Regions from separate parts of the Astyanax mexicanus genome. Here region 2 is linked to region 1. A link is a contact called in public Hi-C data. All regions are on one chromosome and are shown on one strand. Each heading gives the region's core, a stretch centred on a gene start, on an enhancer-like site or on the middle of the called end of the contact. The rest is flanking DNA. Distances are from core to core; before and after follow the strand shown. Region 1 holds the start of LOC103023355 (serine protease 23). Region 2 overlaps LOC111195807 (a long non-coding RNA gene).

Region 1 (3,872 bases), core at 697-3,196:
TTGTTTCTAACTTCTCTGGTGACATAAGGATGACTTTCTCCTCTGTAGTTCTCAGCCGATTAGATACTACAGGACAAACACTTAAAGTATAGTAATAAAATAACTGCCCTAATATTTCTTACAGTTTCTGACTCTCACAGGCAAGTCTTATTGAGATAAAAATCAAAATAAATTGAATGTTATACTAAATATTCTACCAGGTGATTCCCAAACTGTCAGATTGTGTTATCTTCAGTTAAGCAGGAATTCATGTGCACACGTTTGCAACCCAGTAAACTCCCCCAGACTTATCCTAGCTCCATATCTGACCCTATTGTAAAGCCCCTCAGGAATTCCCTGCAAACAACATGTTTCCCAGTACGAACCCCCAGCTGGCCTTTTGTTATCCTCCCATCATGAATGGAGAGCAGGGTCTTGTCCTTCAGTTCAGAACACACCCAGTGTTTACCTTCCCTCACTTGCTTTCAGCCTGTATAAACTAACAGTGCCAGTGTGTGGATGCACTGGCAGCAGCTTGGGTTACAAAGTTGGCCAAATAAATCCTGTTACACTTATTTTAAAACAGTTACAGTCTCTTGAGAAGATTAAGACAAGAGATATGGATCAGGTTTTTGTCATTGCATATGACTATAGATGTATACTCAAGTACAGAATAGAAATATAAACGTCTAGCCAACCATAGTACAGCAGTATCAAGTATTAGGCAGTCATTTATCCTTCTAACTAACCATAATATCTAAGACCATATATAGCTAACCATAATATGTGCTAGCTCATTATTAGTACCTAAATGTGAATTATTAGGCACCAATTATACAGGGATATAATATGTCTCACCAACCACAGTACAGGAAAAAAAATGTCTAGCCTATCATTGTACAGAGATGTATTGAAATGTATATTTCTAGCCAACCACTGTACAGAAACCTGAAGGTACTAGGCAGTCATAGTACAGAAATATAAATGTATAGCCAATCACAGAACAGAAAACAAATATGGTACTATGCAGTTAGAGTACATAAATTAAAATACCAAATCAATCATAGAATATTAAAAATAAGCTCTAGGCAACCATAAAACAGAAATGTGAAAAACTAAGCAGGCATAGTACAGGAAAATAAACATATTGCCACTTACAAAAGAGAAATATGAATTTCCAACCAACCACTGTACAGAAACCTAAAGGTACTAAGCAATCATATTACAGGAATATAAACTTATAACCAATCATATAACATAAAGATGAGGTACCATGCAGCTATAGTACAGACATTTGAATATCTAATCAATCATAGTACAGAAAAAAAATAAACCTCTAGGCAAAACTAAAATAGAAATGTGAATAACTAAGCAGTCATAGTACAGGCATGTTAACTTATAGCCAATCACAGAACATAAAAAAATAAATACTTGAATATCTAATCAATCATGGTATAGAAAAATATTATTAAGCCAATCAAAGTACAGAAATGTGAAGTATTAGATCTTAACACATTTACATTATTATGATTATAAGATTATGAGATTTTAAGAACACGTACTGCCAGGTTATAATATTATAGCATATAGCAAAGTATAGAATATGTGATATTTCAGTTAAATACTTTACCTTGATCAGCAGAAACTGTTTTTATATCCAGATCCTGGTTTTCTCTCCCTGTGCACCAGCTCTCCCAGCTCTCAGCTTCTCTCCCATTTTCTCAGAGCTGCTGTGTGACAGGTTTTACCCTGAACTCCCACACCAGCCCACCCGCTGCCCACAGGACCCTCAGTCTGCCCGAGACCCCATCACTCCTCCGCTCTGCTGGATCTGTGTATCAGCTTCTCCCGGGCTCTAACTCATCCTCCGCGGGCAGGACAGCGATGTGCGCGGATCTGCTGGATCTTCAGTCTGTCAGGCGAGGCTGTGTGTGGAGTATCTGAGCCCACCTTCAGCTACCAGCACCACTGCAGCCCACTTCATTCCCCACCCGTTTTCAGACAGGCCCCGCCCCCTGGACCTGGATTGGCTGGAGTGTGTACTCTCCTGTGCTATGATTGGTCAGTTAGTCATGAACTGTTAAACATTCACAGAACTGTCCTACCTAAGGACCTACTTGCCACTACTAGTACAGAATTTTAGTACAGAACTTTTTTAGGACAGAAATGTGAAGTTATAGCTGAATATTATTTTGCCAATCACCAGCCATGTATAAAATACTAGAGAGCCAGACTTGAGTAGAAATAAAAGTACTCTATCAAAAAAGTGACTGAAGTAGAAGTTGAATTGTTTTTTAAGCACCATAATTAATTAAGTGGAAGTACAAAATAAAGTAAAGTATTTAAAATTATTTTTTGTACTTAAGTGTTGCAAGTAGTTTTAAAGTAGTATCATAAAATATACTACCCAAGTACTGAATGTCTTATAAAATAGCTTGATTGTTTAATTCCCCTTAATAAAGAGCAGCTTCATCAAACCCAGTGAGAACGTAGAGCAGTGATAATGTGAGTTTGAAATGTTTTGTAATTTTTTATAATTGTAAGAAGTAACAATACAGCACATAAACTATGTATCAGAGTAAAAGTATTAAACTCATTGAAAATATGTAGTGGAGTAAAAGTGGAAGTAGGAGAAAAAAAATAATACTCCAGTACATACAGATATAGTATTTTAGTACTTAAGTACAGTAGTGAAGTAAAAATAATACTCCAGTAAATACAGATACAGCATTTTAGTACCTAAGTACAGTACTGATGTAAAAATAATACTCCAGTAGATACAGATACAGCATTTTAGTACCTAAGTACAGTACTGATGTAAAAATAATACTCCAGTAGATACAGATACCGCATTATAGTACCTAAGTACAGTAGTAAAGTAAAAATAATACTCCAATAGATACAGATACAGCATTTAAGTACTTAAGTACAGTAGTGAAATAGTTCTGCTAGGCAGGAATATAAATGTACAAGCCAGTCATAATAAGGGACATACACCTTAGCAAATTATAGTACAGAAACATAAAGTATTAGACAAAATAAATGTTATCCACTATGCCCTATACTGCTCCTCAAGAGTCTCCACTCTGGTGACGTCAACAACACGCAGTGTTATTGGGCGAGAGTTTAACATGGGGCGCGGTTTTAATTAAAGAGTCATGTAGGACACACCCATTTCTCCACGTGTAGTTCCCGCGCGCTCAATACGCTGACAGAAACGTAAACATCACGGATAAAACGTCTTGGGTGTTCATTAAGATAGTACATGCATCTACGAGTAAGTAGCTGGTAGATAGTTGTCTTAAATACACTTTATTGTCTTCAGTAAAAACACTCACACGAAGGTTTTTGCAGTGTTTGAATTTACCATTCCACCTTAAAAGCTGCTGTGGCGACAGCAGTTTTAAATTTAAACGTCTTCAGCTTTTAAGGTGGAACAGAACATTACTATAAGAGTACAGGTGTAGTTTTATATGAACTGTTAATTTCTGCACAACATTAGCAGAAATGTATAAAACTCTAATTTACGCTTAATTTAACGTGTGCGCCGTTTTAAAACTCTAGAGTGGCGCACACGTTACATTAAGCGTAAATTAGAGTTTTATACATTTCTGCTAATGTTGTGCAGAAATTGAAATTGAAAATGAATTGAAAATGTAAACATACTCTAGTGGCTTTAGTAGTGAGGATATATGAGAAGTTCTACACTAAACTTAAATCAGGGTTTCTGCATGTTTGGGAAAACTATTTATTTAGACTTTTTTTTTTTTGGCTTTGTAATACCACTCTAAATTAAGGCATTAAAAAAAAAAAAAAAAAAACCCTACAATATTAAGATTACAGGCTTTAAAGTAAGTTTGTGGTTATTGTATTTTAACCAATATATTAAACCA
Region 2 (3,872 bases), core at 943-3,442, 42 kb after region 1:
CTAGGATTTGTCAGGGGTCCGATGGCAGTCAGGTTAGAGAATTCAAGACTCATGGTGAGTACTTAAATCGTGCCTTTTCTGTGGAGCGAGACACAGATGAAACAAAGACATGACAACAATCTAACAGAGCAACCACAGCTCACACTCGTCCGCCCTGTCGTTCACACATTCCATCTCCAAACCGTGTGAGACATTCTTTAACCCAGAACAGTACACGCTACCCACAGCAAGCTAGCTTTCACTGGCAGACTTAGCAAAGGTGCGGGGGGGGTAACCACCCCCTCTCGTGCCTCTATGGTTACAAAAATTGTCACGAAAGTGCCCTCTGGTGTGGAAGTGACTACGGGGTTCTCTTTTTTGCCACAAATTACAGTGGTGTGCCCTCTTCAGTGTTGGGTACGTTACTTTGAAAAAGTAATTATTTATAGTTACTAGTTACTCCTCCAAAAAAGTAACTGAGTTACTAACTGAGTTACTCCACTATAAAAGTAACTAGTTACCAGTAAAAGTAACTATTGCGTTACCTGACGACTCAGCTTATCAGGTAACGCAGTATCTGTGCCGTTTTCTTTTTTTTTTTTGGTAATTCAAATCAAGCAACAGTTGTAGTCAATCGTAAGTTTAAGATTTTTTATGAACCTCACTGTGATATATATCTATAAATAGTTCTATAAATCCGTTTTCAGCTTCTCCTCCGTGGTTGAAAGGCAGCTGTTCTGTGTGTTTGAGGCTTGTATCACACACAGCTGTTAACGGCGTTATAGTTACAGTCAGAGTAATTAGTTAGATTACTCGTTACTGAAAAAAGTAACTCCGTTTATTTCGACGCCGTTACTCCCATCACTGGCCCTCTTGAGTAAGAAAATCTATATCTTGAGGATTTCTGTTGTAGCAGTACATTAAAATGTTTCATGTTTGATGAATGTTACTGAAAATTATAATGGTAAAAAATATATATAATATAAAATAAAATATAAAATTATAATGTGGAGTAGAAAGTGGACAGGCAGCTTCTCCAAGTGTCCTATAAGAGTCTCCAAAAAGTTTTCAGAATGTAAAACTTATTTTAATGCAGAGGAAAAGGTTTTGGTCACCGACACCTGTAGCCCATATACGGGCCAAGGCCTGTAACACAAGAAGTCTCAAAGTGACACATACTGAACATCATGAAATCATCACACAGTGACTGTCTGACCTTTAGCTACCTGACCTTATTTACAGAATGTAGGAGTGCTGGGTTAGTGCTGAATTTAGAGAGAGATCTTTTTAAATATCTGCTCCAACCAGTTTATCAATCCAGTTTTAATAAATGCTTTACCTTCTGTATAACTATTTTTGACCTGATTTCAAGAACAAAATGTCAAAATACAATCTTAAAATGTTTTACAGTCATGTTCCCTCAATAAGCAAACAACATTGATGTCCTGCTCACTAAATGTATTAATATAAATATACAGAAATTGTTCCGGGCTCTTAAAATAATCTTCATTCTTGACTCAGATTGGTCCTTAAGGCTAAGCGCTGCTACTATGACCGGGAGATCGCCGGTTTCGAATCTTGTTCATGTAGCTTGCCATCAGCTACTGGAGCCCTGAGAGAGCAAAATTGGCCTTGCTCTCTCTGGGTGGGTAGATGGTGCTCTTTCCCCTCGTCACTCTGAAAGGTAATGCCGATCAGCACAAAGCATCTCTGAGATAATGTACCGGGACTGAGTCGCTGCGCTTTCCTCCAATTGCACTGTTTATTCAGCAATACTGCATCAGTAGCAGTTTGAAAAGAGGCGGTGGCTGTTATAAAATATTCATTCTTTACTAACCTATCGTAGATAGTGCTCCATAGGCAAGATTGTGAGACACTGTGATGTGTACTATGTGCCCTTTTAGTTTTTCTCCCCTGCACTTCAATCAGCCAGTCTTTTCCGTGAGGTAACTTTTACAGGATTTACACTGTTAAAGGCAGCAGACCTCCACTGCAGCCCTGCTGCTCTAGCTGCTCTTTACAGCAGCAGAATATGAAACTCTGGGGACTAACCTTTTAAAATAAACTGCAGAATAAAACGAGAGACGTAGCAAAGCTTAATTGCCTGAGGTTCACCCTCACAGGCCTCCAGTGCTTCTGTACTGCTCGTGCTGGTGGTGGTGTTGCGGGTGAAGGGGGTGAGCAGAAACCCACCAGAGAGCAAGCATGATGAGTGAAGCCACAGAAGCTAACCAGCTTCCCGTGGCGCCTCATGTTTTATATGGACTTTCCTATGGAAAACCACCACGTCTACATCAACTTGTCTGGGCTATTTTCCTGATTAGGTGCAGGAGGTCCTGCTGAGGACAGAAACAGGAGTTAGAGGAAAAGTCTCTCAGGATTGTGGACTTTGCAGATTTCAGAAGGTAGATTCGTACATCAAGACATGAAAGTCTTTTTGAACCCTCCCAGAGACCTCCAGTACCAGGGTCAAAAAAATACTGTGAAAAGCCTAGATTTTTTGCAATGGCTGCATAGAATAATTAACAGTATTTCCAAAATACTCTGCACAAAATAAACTGGCAAAAATCAGACAAAACATATCAAAATTAAGATGTACCTGCTTATATTAATCAAAATCATTATGATTTTAAATCAAGAATTTGAATTGAATCTATTAAAATTCCCTGATTTTATAAATTAAATTTGGACACAATAATCAGAATAACTTGACTGCTTTATTTGGAGTTATAAGTACTTAAAATAAGGTGAAAAAGTCTTAAGGTTGTTGAAAAAATAAGCAAAATAAGCTTACACTTACAGTGCTTAGTAAAAAAAAAATGTATTGCCTTGAAATGAGATAATATATTTTGCCAAGTTTTAGTGAATTTTTTTGGGAGTGCAGGGATGCTCTTTATTTGAAAAAAAAAAAAATTTCTTTATTTGGGAGTGTGTGCTGTGGCATAACATACATGGGGAGTTTCCCAAACCAGAATTAAGCCAAGTCTTGGATTACACAGCATTTGAATGGGGATTTTTCATTTAAAGTAATAATTAGTCTTGCATTAGGCTTAATCCCTGTCGGGGAGCCCAGTATGTTATGTATTTATGTATTTCATGTGACCCTGTCTGGTAAAGGACCCAAGTCTTGCTTTCAGTGCTTTAAGATGTAGACCATTTATTTATATTTTAAATGTAAAGGATACTGATAGGCAAGGGGGGCTAACAGTGTGGCAGCAATCCTAATGACTATGCTAACAGCACAGTAGTTGTGCTGGGTAAGGCACACTGCTAATGTAGCTGTTATTAAACTTCAGAATCATTTAAGGTGGAAATGATTAATTCTGTTACAGAGAAAGGAGCAAGTCTGATGTTTTTTGTACCATTATTTCTTAAGAGTTTAACAAAAGCATTGATACCACTGTAAGGGTTATATCTTTACACTGTTTTTCTTTAATATAATATAATATTTGTTTCGAGCACAGAAAAACCCGTGTGAAACAACACATTAACCAAACTACTGATAATGTTACTTCACCTCACTGAGGCTTGGTGGAAAAATGTCAATGTGAAGGCGTCATTTACCACAATTTGTCAGTCAATAAGCAAAAACTCTTTAACTGAATCTATTGAGAGTGCACTCAGTCATAAACATATTTTCTTGCCAATACATAACCCTAGGACCAGCAACACCTGTACTAGGGAGTACTACCATTGAATTCTTCATATTGCTTTATGGGTCCCCTATAAGCAGCTGTAGGAGATTTGTAAATACTGTAAAGTCAACAGGTATTCAGACAGGCTGGTGCAGAGGCTAAGCAATCTCTAGTCATAGTCTGAGTTCCTGCTGTGTACACGCAAACAGCTGGTTTTAATATCAGCAAAACTGACAGCATACGATTGCTCAGCCTGTC

What was found. Hi-C and Micro-C count contacts between places; a contact is called where the count stands out from the background.
Region 2: a Hi-C map of muscle shows a contact between it and region 1, with 5 times the contacts expected there. The contact joins the enhancer-like site here to the promoter of LOC103023355 in region 1. A contact is called at or near these places in 2 of 3 Hi-C or Micro-C datasets (both in muscle).

Annotation. Positions count from the first base shown.
Region 1 is chr10:45,914,135-45,918,006 of AstMex3_surface, forward strand. It overlaps LOC103023355 (serine protease 23), which reads right to left and starts at 1,947. Exons shown (of 2, transcript XM_007243217.4): 1 at 1,610-1,947.
Region 2 is chr10:45,956,024-45,959,895 of AstMex3_surface, forward strand. The region is part of intron 2 of LOC111195807 (a long non-coding RNA gene); the gene reads left to right. Among protein-coding and RNA genes, the nearest start is that of LOC111195807, 6.7 kb to the left of the region's middle. Within about 2 kb of position 2,193, the one cell type or tissue checked has an H3K27ac peak away from gene starts, as active enhancers do.